Regions from separate parts of the Mus musculus genome. Here regions 1 and 3 are each linked to region 2. A link is a contact called in public promoter capture Hi-C data. All regions are on one chromosome and are shown on one strand. The core of a region is the stretch at or near the end of the contact, and the rest is flanking DNA. Distances in the headings are between cores, read along the strand shown.

What was found. Promoter capture Hi-C pulls out the DNA fragments that hold promoters and counts their contacts.
Region 1: a promoter capture Hi-C map of hippocampal neurons shows a contact between it and region 2, with 3 times the contacts expected there. The contact joins the enhancer-like site here to the promoter of Whamm in region 2. A contact is called at or near these places in 6 of 39 promoter capture datasets (the C10 cell line, the SN4741 cell line, embryonic stem cells and 3 more).
Region 3: a promoter capture Hi-C map of pre-B cells shows a contact between it and region 2, with 5 times the contacts expected there. The contact joins the enhancer-like site here to the promoter of Whamm in region 2. A contact is called at or near these places in 14 of 39 promoter capture datasets (the 3T3-L1 cell line, 3T3-L1-derived adipocytes, the C10 cell line and 10 more) and 1 of 484 Hi-C or Micro-C datasets (adipose-derived mesenchymal stem cells).

The regions. Positions count from the first base shown.
Region 1 is chr7:82,280,203-82,283,781 of GRCm38.p6, forward strand. All of the region lies in intron 6 of Sh3gl3 (SH3-domain GRB2-like 3), which reads left to right. Among named protein-coding and RNA genes, the nearest start is that of Gm51492, 15 kb to the right of the region's middle. Within about 2 kb of position 2,144, at least 19 of the 459 cell types and tissues checked have an H3K27ac peak or open chromatin away from gene starts, as enhancers often do. A contact at or near this core is called in hippocampal neurons, where this site is marked.
Region 2 is chr7:81,569,934-81,573,638 of GRCm38.p6, forward strand. Whamm (WAS protein homolog associated with actin, golgi membranes and microtubules) reads left to right here and starts at 1,359. Exons shown (of 10, transcript NM_001004185.3): 1 at 1,359-1,976. The coding sequence starts at 1,389.
Region 3 is chr7:82,263,693-82,267,083 of GRCm38.p6, forward strand. The region is part of intron 2 of Sh3gl3 (SH3-domain GRB2-like 3); the gene reads left to right. Among named protein-coding and RNA genes, the nearest start is that of Gm32903, 9.4 kb to the left of the region's middle. Within about 2 kb of position 1,334, at least 12 of the 459 cell types and tissues checked have an H3K27ac peak or open chromatin away from gene starts, as enhancers often do.

The DNA.
Region 1 (3,579 bases), core at 894-3,393, 710 kb after region 2:
ACTGGAAAAAAAAATCCAGAAATTCCAGCTCCTTTGAGAAATCCTAAGCACAGGACTGGGCAGTCACTGGAATGACCACATTTGAAATAGAAGATGACCTCACAGAGATCATGTGCTTTGACTATGAAAGGCTAGCTTGGCAACTTCAATGCCAGTCACACAGTGCCTCCCAGGCATCTGGCTTGGGTGTTGCAGCCTGTTTCTCCCCAGCCACCATTTCTGTAGTCCTCTTTCAGAGAGTGGAGGTGGAGGGCCTTTTTGTAGGCTGTAGGCTTTGAGCCCTGCTTCTTTGGGCAAGCCCAGGTCCATTGTAGTTGGCTCAAATGTCCTCCTCAAGTTCAGATCTCACATGGTTGTTCCTGAAGCTTCCACAACTCCTGGCAACTCTAATCCCCATGGCATCGAGACTCGGCCTCATTCCCAGGGCCAAAATATGTGAGCAGCTTCATATTCTGGAGTGTATTCTTCAGTTTGCAGCGGAAGAGAGGTTATGGAGTTACATGTGTGCATAGGTGTCATGGGTTCTGATGCAGCATTGGTGACTGTCATAGGTGGAGGTTGAGTCTGTATTGTTTGTTTTTTCTCCAGCCCCCCAGCCTAGAGAAGACCAAGGACCATAGAGCTAAGGTAACAGTTTGTTTCCATGAGTCTCAAGGCAGCAGCTTCCATCTCCAGGAAATGGAGACCCTGAGTGGTGCTGCCCACCCTTAGAGTTCTCTTGGTTTGAGAAGAGAAGAAAAAAGTGTTGTTCGTTTTCTGTGACTCCTGTAACAAGTGTCCACAAGCAGCACTGCGGCTAAAGAGTACAAATCGATTGCCTTCTGATCTGGAGGTTGGAAATTAGACTATAGGGGGAGATGGCAGGACTGGAGGCTTGAAGGAAAGAGCCTGCTTTGTCATCCTTTGCAGTCTCTGGAGAGCACAAGAATTCCTTAGCTTTGTGGCTCCTAGCTTGGCTTCATTGCAGTGAGGATGACCTGGAACCCTCTGTCGTTGTCGTCGTCGTCGTCGTCGTCGTCGTCGTCGTCGTCGTCCTCCTCCTCCTCCTCCTCCTCCTCCTCCTCTTCTTCTTCTTCTTCTTCTTTTTCTTCTTCTTCTTCTTTTCCTTTTTTTTTTTTCAAGACAGAGTTTCTCTGTGTAGTCCTAGCTGTCCTGGAACTCACTCTGTAGACCAGGCTGGCCTCAAACTCAGAAATTCGCCTGGCTCTGCCTCTCTGTCTTCCTCTTAAGCACTGGGATTCCTGTCTCTACCTCTGGTTTAGGTAACACTGAGAGTTGAACCCAGGGCTTGGTGCATTCAGGGTCAGCATTCTACCATCTGGGCTGCATTATCAACCCAAAGACAGTTTATAGTTACTTTGGGCTACCTTGGAAACCCAAGATACCACCGTGTTTCAAGGTTGCTAGTGTAACCTATCTGCTGGGTACCCCTTCCTGTACAACCTAGCATATTCATAGCTTTCACCCACAAATGAAACCAACAGGCAGCTTTCAAGTTTCGTAATGTGGCCGATGGAGGGTGTGTTTGCCTGGACAGTCTTTGGCTTTTGCAGGCCCCGAGTTTGTTGCTTTAGCTTGGCTCTGTCCTTCAAGGTATTTAGTTCAAGTTGTACCCTTGGAAGCAGACGCCATCTCTGCTGGTTCACATACAGCTCACGTCCTAGGAGGCAGAGAGAAGCTTCTGACTCCTGACCGTGACCGAGATAATCCAGTTTGAATCTGACTTGCCTTCATCTGACTTGCCCTCAGTAGGAAGAGCCGAGTCTGGTAACTTTGCTGGGCACCCCCTTATGTGCAGGCACCACGTGGAGTGCTGATGTTGCTGTCTCCCAAGCTTTTAGGGGCTCTGGAATCTGTCGCCTTCCCAAAGTCAGCTGCTAAGGGAAGGATTCCAGATGGAGTTCTAGGTTGCATGATCTTAGCTGTCAGAGAGCATAGTTGGTGTGACTCCCACTCACGTGCACGATATTTGTGAACTGCACATGCACGATCAAGTTATTCACCTGGTTGCTTTTAGCCCTCTTTGAATTTTGCAGATAGCTGGCTTAGTTAAAATGAGGCTCAAAACAGACACCTTACTATTTCTAGAGACAGAGAGGTCACGGCGATTTTCACAGAGCGTGCAGCTGTAGCATTGCAAGGGAGCAGTGCTCTATTCTTAGCAGAATCTGCCACGATCATGTCAGGCTGTGGTGCTGGACTTGTTCAAAAGTGTTGGTAAAAGCCAAAGAGGTGAAATGTAAGAAATCCTTGGGTTTTGCAGGGCCCAGGCTGTCCTTGTTTTGTTTATTGGGTTTTGGGAAATGGAGGGCCAGGGCTGTTTTCCTAGCCACAGAGCACGGTAAGGCAAGCACGATGCCAGGGCTTTCCTTAGTCATGCGTGTGCCCACTGCATTCCTGGCATGAGTGGGCTCTGTATATGTTGTAAACACACATTGAAGCTGTGTTTGTAAAACGTGGGCAGGAAGAGTTCTCAACAATACACGAACGCAAATGGATCTGTGGAAGCCAGCAGCTCCCCCGTTGGCTCCTCAGGGAGAAGCAGATGGCGGAGTGAGGAACAACCAGACCCTGCCTCGGATGGTTAGAATGCTATGTAAGAAAAGGCTGCTTGGGCGAAGCCTGCGACGGGCGGTTTTGATTTGTGTCTCTGTGGAGATCTGGAGGTTTTGAGGTTTGGACTGGGAATGGCTGGTTGGGAGGAATTACCTCAATCTTTGGGGGCTTGCTACAGAAGGTTCTAGAAATAAACTTAATCCTGATTTGCTGTGGTGGTTCTTCAGCCCCCCTGATGCAGGTTTCTCTCAGGTCCTTCTTCAAGACTGCAGCTCTTCTGGGCCTTTCTTACAAACTGCTTCCAAACAAAACCTCACAGCACTTGAGAGGAGGAGGAGGCAGTTCAAGGCCAGCCTTGGCTATATAATTGGTATGAGGAGAATGTGGGCAACATGGGACCCTGCCGTAATCCTCTCCCCATTCTCCCCCACCCCAAGTGCCACTGTAATCAGCCACTACCTTCACGAACATTCCAATTTGTGGGAAGAGGAACAATGGGGTCTCCTTGCTCATCCTTTCTGATGTATGTATTTGTGGGAAGAGGAACAATGGGGTCTCCTTGCTCATCCTTTCTGATGTATGTATTTGTGGGGAAGAGGAACAATGGGGTCTCCATGCTCATCCTTTCTGCTGTATGTGGCAGGGAAGATGCTTTGTGAATGGCAGCAGAAACGCAGGGAACATTTATTTGCCCTGGAACAGGTGTGACTTGCCTTATGTCCCCAGTTTCTCTGAGTATATATTAGCTGACTTTGTTCCTTGTTCTGGCTTAACTAGAAAGTACTCACAGGGACATTTCCCTAAGCAAGCTCTCATGCCTACCATTGGTTTCATTTACAGTTGGGAAACTCTTTCCTGCCATCTTTAGATCCATGACTTTTAGAACATTAAAAAACAAACCACTCAGGATATAATTTTATAACCGTAAGAGACAGTCACTGGACCTCCTTTCCCTCAGTCTCTTTTTCATTTTTGTCCCTGCAGTTCTTTTACACAGGAACAATTATGGGTCAGAATTTTGAC
Region 2 (3,705 bases), core at 109-2,608:
TTTTGAAGAATTAGCTCATAAGATTATGGAGGCTTCTGTGGTTAGCAAACTGAAGGCCTAGGATGGTGAAGGCCAACAGATCAAATACAAGGAGGACAAAGATTTCAGTTTTAATCTGAAGGAAGGACAAAGCTTGGCATCTGAGCCGAAAGGCTCCAATGGAGCCAGAATGGACAAAGATCCTCTCCTAGGAATAAAGTGCATTTAAAAAGGAGATATGCATATGCAGGCATTCTTTACCAAGGTGTGGTTTAGCTGCCCCTCATCTCAAGGTCCTTCCCAACAGGTCTTGTCATCTCCAGGAATAGTTACTTGCTCTGGAGGGCACAGCTTTTTAGCATAGATAATCACTTCTTCTGAGGACAGGTGTGACCTCTTCTTCAAGGTTCACCTTGCCTTAGATCATAAAGGTTTTTATGGCTGTCTGTTGTTCTCGGAATCTAAGGTGGCTGCAGGTTTAGAACTGGCATCTTTAGGGCTCATGTGAGGAAATGCAGCAGCACTTTCTATTGGCTTGTTATAATACCCCGGCGGCATGCTTTCAGTAGTGAGGCCATCCTGCTTAGCCTTGGTGCACATATATTGTAGACAAATTCCCTCTCTAGGTCTCAAATCCTTGCTGTCAGGATGATGCTTGGCATAGACTGGCTTGGAAAGCAGAAATATTTAGGCACTCCCCCTCTCCCCCATCTCAATATACCAACAACACAGCAGATACTCAGTAAGTTTACTATATTGACAAAAATAAATGTGTCTGCGATCTAGTTTTTGACACCCCAGAGCCCTCAGTAAGTAAATATTGAGTTCAAATAGAAGTTTGATCTTGCCAGTATGTTTGTTTCAGGAGCCACATACTTAATAGGATCCTGTTGAGGGAAATTCTCATTGTAATGTTGAGAACTAAGATAGGGGCTTGAGAGATGGCTCAGCAGCTAAGAATTACTATTTTTAGAGAGTGCATTAAGCTGTTAACAGCCCCATAGAGTATTCAGTTCTAGGGGACATGACGCCCTCTTCTGGCATCTGTACTAAGGTGTGATGTCGTCCTGCCCATGTATACATGGGCTTAAAAATAAAATCTTTGCCGAACATAGCGGCTGTATGCCTTTAATGTCAGCACTCAGGAGACAGAAGCAGGGTGGTCTCTTACGAGTTCAAGGCTAGCCTGGTTCACTTAGAGAGTTCAAGGTTCGCCGGTGTTGTAAAAGGGAGACTTTGTCCCGCCTCCCCGAAAAGACTTTCCATTGGCTTTCACTTAACCAACTCCAGACAGCCTCCCTCACACAGCCTATCAGAATGAGGGGGCGGGAGCTTCTGCGCCTCTGACTGACAGTAGCGGCTCCCGGAAAATGTCGTGGCCTGTCGCAGTCTAAGGGTGTGCGGCTGCCATGGACAGCGAGCAGCCCGACAGCCTGGATGGCTGGGTTCCGCTGCGTGAGGACCTCTTCCCGGAGCCCGAGCGCCATCAGCTGCGTTTCCTGGTGGCCTGGAACGCCGCGAAGGGCCAGTTCGCCGTCACCTGTCACGACCGCACGGCGCAGCGGCGGCGGCGCGAGCGGCGGGAGGCCGGCGACGGGGGATGTAGCTGGGCCGGGGTGCTGTCGCCCGCCGGGTTCCGCGGCGCGCACCGGCAGCTGGCGGCGCTGTGGCCGGCCCTGGAGCCCTGCTTCCCGCCGCTGCCGCCCGAGCTGGACGCGGCGAGCGGCGCGGGCTGGGGCCTGGGACGCGGGCTGTGGGCCCTCCTGTGGCCGCTCCTGTGGCCGGCGCCTGCGGACCCTGGCGACTCGGCGCTGCAGGAGCTGTGCCGGCAGCTGGAGCACTACCTGGGCCTGGCGGCCGAAGGATGCGGCGGCGCCACCGTGCGCGACGTGCTCTTCCCGGCCCCGGGTGACTCGGCAGACTGCGAGGGCCTGAGCGAGTTCCGCGAGAGGACGCTGCGCGCTCGCCTGGGCCAAACGGCCACCCGGCTGCACCAGGTATGAGGCCCCGGGCCGAGGGCGGGTCCGCGGGACACTCGTGATGCGCACCGGGCGTCGCTGGTGCACCTGCGCCTCTGTTGAGAGAGAGTGGGGACCTTGAAGTTGAAACACGGTGGTGGTGGTGTTTTGTGTTTTTTTGTTTTTGTTTTCTGCTAGGATTATCAGAGTTCGGCTCCGCGCCGCCTGGCTCTCTTGGTTTGTTGTTGTTGTTGTTGTTTTGGTTGTTTGTTTTTGTTTTTGAAACAGGGTCTCAATCTGTGGTCCAGGCTGGCTTTGAACTCAGGACATTCCTCTGCCTCAGCCTCTCCAGTCCTGGGGTTAGGTAAAAGTTTACTTGCAGTTCTGAGCCAGGCTCTGCGCTTCACCTTTTCCCTGTTCTGGGCAGAGCAGGATGTTGTAATGGGAAAGGCCAGAAATATGAAAGTAAAACTGAAAACAAGGCATGTCCGTCGGAATAAAAACATAAGCTAAGTGGAAGCAATTTGGGGTTCTCCGGAGAAGATGAGGGATGGCTAAAACTGTCTGAGGATGAATGACATTTAAAAGATAGTTTTATTATTTTTTCTTCAAGCAATAAGGATTTTTATTATTATCTTCAAGCAGATGGAAAGCCCTCGGGGAGTGAGGCTTTACTCATCTGCCTTTAATGGCAACAACAAGAAGGCTCTTTTGGACCAGATAATTTGAGACACACACATTCATTATTTGTGTGGTAAACTTAACAGACCCTAAAGAGTGGGGACTTTTCACTTCACTGGAAGATTTAGGGAGAATGTATAAGTTTTACCCAGCAACAATTTCACGAAGAGAGCCAAGTTTCAGAGCTTCATTCCACATTCTGGACACTCCTCGGACATTTCCTGTTTTTCCTTATTGAGCCACGGTTCCAGTGTGTTTTCTGTTGCTCTGCTAAACACTCTGACCAGAAGCGACTCTGGGCAGAAAGGGCCTATTTGGCTTACAGGTTACATTCCATCATCAAGGGAAGCCAGGATAGGTTCTGGAGCACAGATATGGACGAAGGCTGGTTACTGGCTGTATGGCTACCTTTCTTAGCCCGGGACCACCTGCCCCCAGGTACCCACATTTGCTAGCAAGCAAGAAAAGGCTAATCTGATGGAGGCAGGCTAATCTGATGGAGGCAGTTGCTCTTGTGCTTCCCCTTCCCAGGTGTCAAGTACACAACTGAAGCTAACCATGAGTCATCATTAATTAAGCAGTGGTTTTGCTGTGTTTCTTTTGAGGAAGGGGAGGTGTATTCAACCATATAGCAAAATCTTGATTGTTGTATATTATCTTAAGCTAAATCTAGAATGAGTCTTTTAAAACTAAAATGGCTTTTAGAAGGATTCTGTTTGTGGGATCTTTGTTTTGAGACAGGGTCTCATATAGCCCAGGCTGTCCTGGAACTCACCATGTAGCTCAGGATGCCCCCATACTCTGATGACTCTCCTGCTTCCACCTCTGAAGGACTGGGAGTATAGGCTTTTGTCAGCAGCCCTGGCTCAGCTGGGATCACCTTACTCTATAAACTCACACACCTACTCCTCATGGTGTTGACTTCACTTTATACTATGAGGAAACTATGGGAGACTTTTCGGGCCAGCCAGCGTTTGGTCCTTAGCCTGATCATTTATATCAGACTTGGCTGTTTAACTAGTACTAGGGTTGGACCTGAGCCTGGTGCATGCATGTTGGACAAGCACTCTAAGTGATGAGTCATCTC
Region 3 (3,391 bases), core at 84-2,583, 690 kb after region 2:
ATGGAGCACTGCTCTTGCAGAGGATTGCAGTTCAGTTCCCAGGGCTCAGGCTACCCCTTCCTGTAAGCCCAGCTCTAGGGGATCCCATGACTGTGGCTTCTGAGGGCATCTGCAGTCATGTGCGCACAGCCTCTTACAGACATATAATACACACAACTAAAAAGAAACCAGTGCAAAAAGGTTGATAAGTCAGAAGATAATAACAAAAAATAGATGCTAAGTGGTCTTGTTGTTTTGTTAATGAAAAGGTGGAAAATCATAAAGGCCTGGAGGGAGGAGGGAGGAAGCACAAATGCTCATTGCAAAAGAAAAAAAGGGGCTGTAGCCATAGCCACAGGTCGTTTTATAGTGTGTGTGTGTTGTATATTTTGCCTGCATATAAATATATATACATGTATTTTACACACACACACACACACACACACACACACACACACACACACACACGTGGGGCAGTGAGCTGTGCACAGGCAGCCTGGTCCCCGGTCAAGCACAGGCTTTAAACCCTGGTGACCCTGTAGGTGACTTCTCAGCCATGCTTCCTGGGCTCCTGGGCTCCTGGGTCCTGTCCTAGCTACAGCTTCCCACAGCCCCTTCCCACAGCAGAGAGGTGTGTGGCCATTAGTCATGTATGGCAATGCCCCAAGTTCCTGGCATTCTGACTGGACTCCACCCCCACAGTTACCTGGCAACACAGCCAGGTAGTCCTGGCCCACTATAAAAGGAACTGCTTGCCCCTCCTCCCTCACTTACTCCTGCTTCCTGCTTGCTTCTCTCCTGCCCTCTTGCTCCCCCTCTCTCCTCATTCCCTTCTCCCCTCTCTCCTTGTGGCCATTGCCGGCCTCTACTTCTCTACTCTCTCCCTCTCTCTGCCCTTCTTTAATAAACACCTTAAAACCATGGACTGCCTCTTCTCAGGGGGATCCGCAGTGCTGGAGCAATGGAGCAGGTCTCCCTCTAAGGAGCATGCCGGAGGCCTCTCTGTCCTCTCAGCCAAGGCAGCCAGCTGAGACAAGCTGCTCACCACCAAGCCACCAGCCTAAGCAAGACAAGGACTCCCCTCCCCGCGGGACCCAGCCGGAGCTCTCCTCCCTGTCCTTTTCCCTTCAACCCTGGGCCAGAGCCCACCCGTGGGCCCCGCTCTGTTCTCAGCTCTTCTGAAGCATACAGCGGTGTCTGGGATGTTTGAAAGCCCGAAACTGTCATCCTCGGCCTCCATGCGGGCCTGGGGACCCTGAGCCAACGCTGGCAGATCCACTGGGACCTCAGACTGCGCCTTCCCCATCCCCAGAGCGGAGTCCTGCGGCTTCTCACAGCCTGACGCCCACCCGGCAGTGGCTGCAGCTGCATGGGGTCCGCGGCACAGTCAAACTTCCCACATCAGCCTCCATGAGTGGCCCTAGACCCGTGGTGAGCCAGACACGGGACCCCGTTTTTGTTTTTGTTTTTGTTTTTTCGAGACAGAGTTTCTCTCCATATCCCTGGCTGTCCTGGAACTCACTTTGTAGACCAGGCTGGCCTCGAACTCAGAAATCCGCCTGCCTCTGCCTCCCAAGTGCTGGGATTAAAGGCGTGCGCCACCACTGCCTGACTGGGACCCCATTTTTAACCAACACACACATACATGTGTACTGTGTGTGCCCAGTACCTATGAAAGTCAGAAGAAAGTACCAGATCTCCTGGAACTGGAGTTCTGGATGGTTGGAAGATGCCATGTGGGTCCTGGGAATGGAGCCAAGGTCCTCTGGAAGAGCAGCCAGTGTTCTTAACTACTGAGCCGTCTCTCCAGCCCCATGATATCCTCAGAACCCTGTTCTGCTACTCAGCCCCTGTGTGGGCTGGGCCCGGGAGAGTTAGTTGCACGTCCTATATTTAATCAACTGGAGAACACACTTCACAACACACAGCCTTCCCCAACATGCTCATACCTCTGCCTGCCTCTGTTTTTTTTTTTTTTTTTCTTTTGAGTTTTGCCAAAGATGTTTGCATAACAGTTTGTTAGTACAGACACACCTGTGTGTGCACACACCGCAGCCATTCCAGGAGGGCCACTTGGTTTGGTTTCTTTGTATTTATTCACGAGTTAGTTTAGGTTTCCTTTGAGCACCTATCTTTGCCAATGTGTTCAGTACCATGCATAGAATTTCCTTTGTTTCTCCTCCTCATGAGTTTCCTTTCACAATGTATCTTACCAGATTATTTTACTTTATTTAAAAAAATTATGTATAGTGAGAATTCTGAGCTCTGTGGATGCTGACCTTCTGTGGTTCCCCCTCCCCCGTTTGCCACTTTTTGTAAACTCCATGTGCTGTATCTGTCACTGTGTAGTATGACATTTTTGTGTGTCACAGTTTAACTGTGGGATCTCAGGTCAAGCTTGGATGCTTCAGCATTTGGAGACATTCTGTTTTATAAGTTATTACATTTTTGGTTTTTGGTCCATATTTTTATCCTAATACAGTGTGAATCTCACTTTATCCTCAGCAGGATAGGGTTACTAGTGCTGCAGTGAAACACCACGATCATAAAGCAAAATGGAAAGGGAAGGCTTCATCATAGAAGGAAGTCAGGACAGGAACTCAAACAGGGCAGGACGCTGGAGGCAGAGCGGATACAGAAGCCATGGAGGAGTGCTGCTTACTGGCTTGCTCCTTTTCTTTGTAGATCTGCATATGACTGACCATTAATAACTACACAGCACAGTCTATACTAGACTGCTTTGAAATCTTCTCTGCCAATGCCATTAACCCCAAACTGTTCAGTTTAGCTTCAGAAAGACTTTCTGGACAAGGGCAAAAGCAGCCGCATTTATTGCCAAATTATCACAATAATGATCTCTAAGCCACATACTAAAATCCTTCCCCTATGAAAGTTCGTGAGCCAGGCCCCCACAGTTCAAGTCACCTTCAGCATCACTGCCTTTCATGTTCCTACTGAAGCCCTGACTTAAGTGTTAATCTTTTCTAATCCAAAGTTTCAGAGTCCACATTCCTTCAAACAAAATCATGTCAGGCTTATCAAAGCGATACCCCAGCCCCTGGCACCAACTTCTGTCTTGGTTAGGGTTTCTGTTGCAGTGAAGAGACACCATGGCAACTCTTAGAAAACATTTAACTGGTGCTGGCTTACAGTTGAGAGGTTTTAGCTCAGTATCGTTGCCGGAGGACGGTCGCCTGGGTGCTGGGAGATGCATTAGGATCCACAGGCAGCAGGAAGAGTCAGACACTGGGCCTGGCTTGGGCATTTAAAACCCCAGAGCCCACCTCCAGTGACACACTTCCCCAACAGGGCCACACCTTCTAACCCCTGTCTAGTGGAGTCACTCCCTAATGAGCAGCAATTCAAATCTGAGCCTGTGGGGGCCATTCCTGTTCAAGCCCACCACATCAAC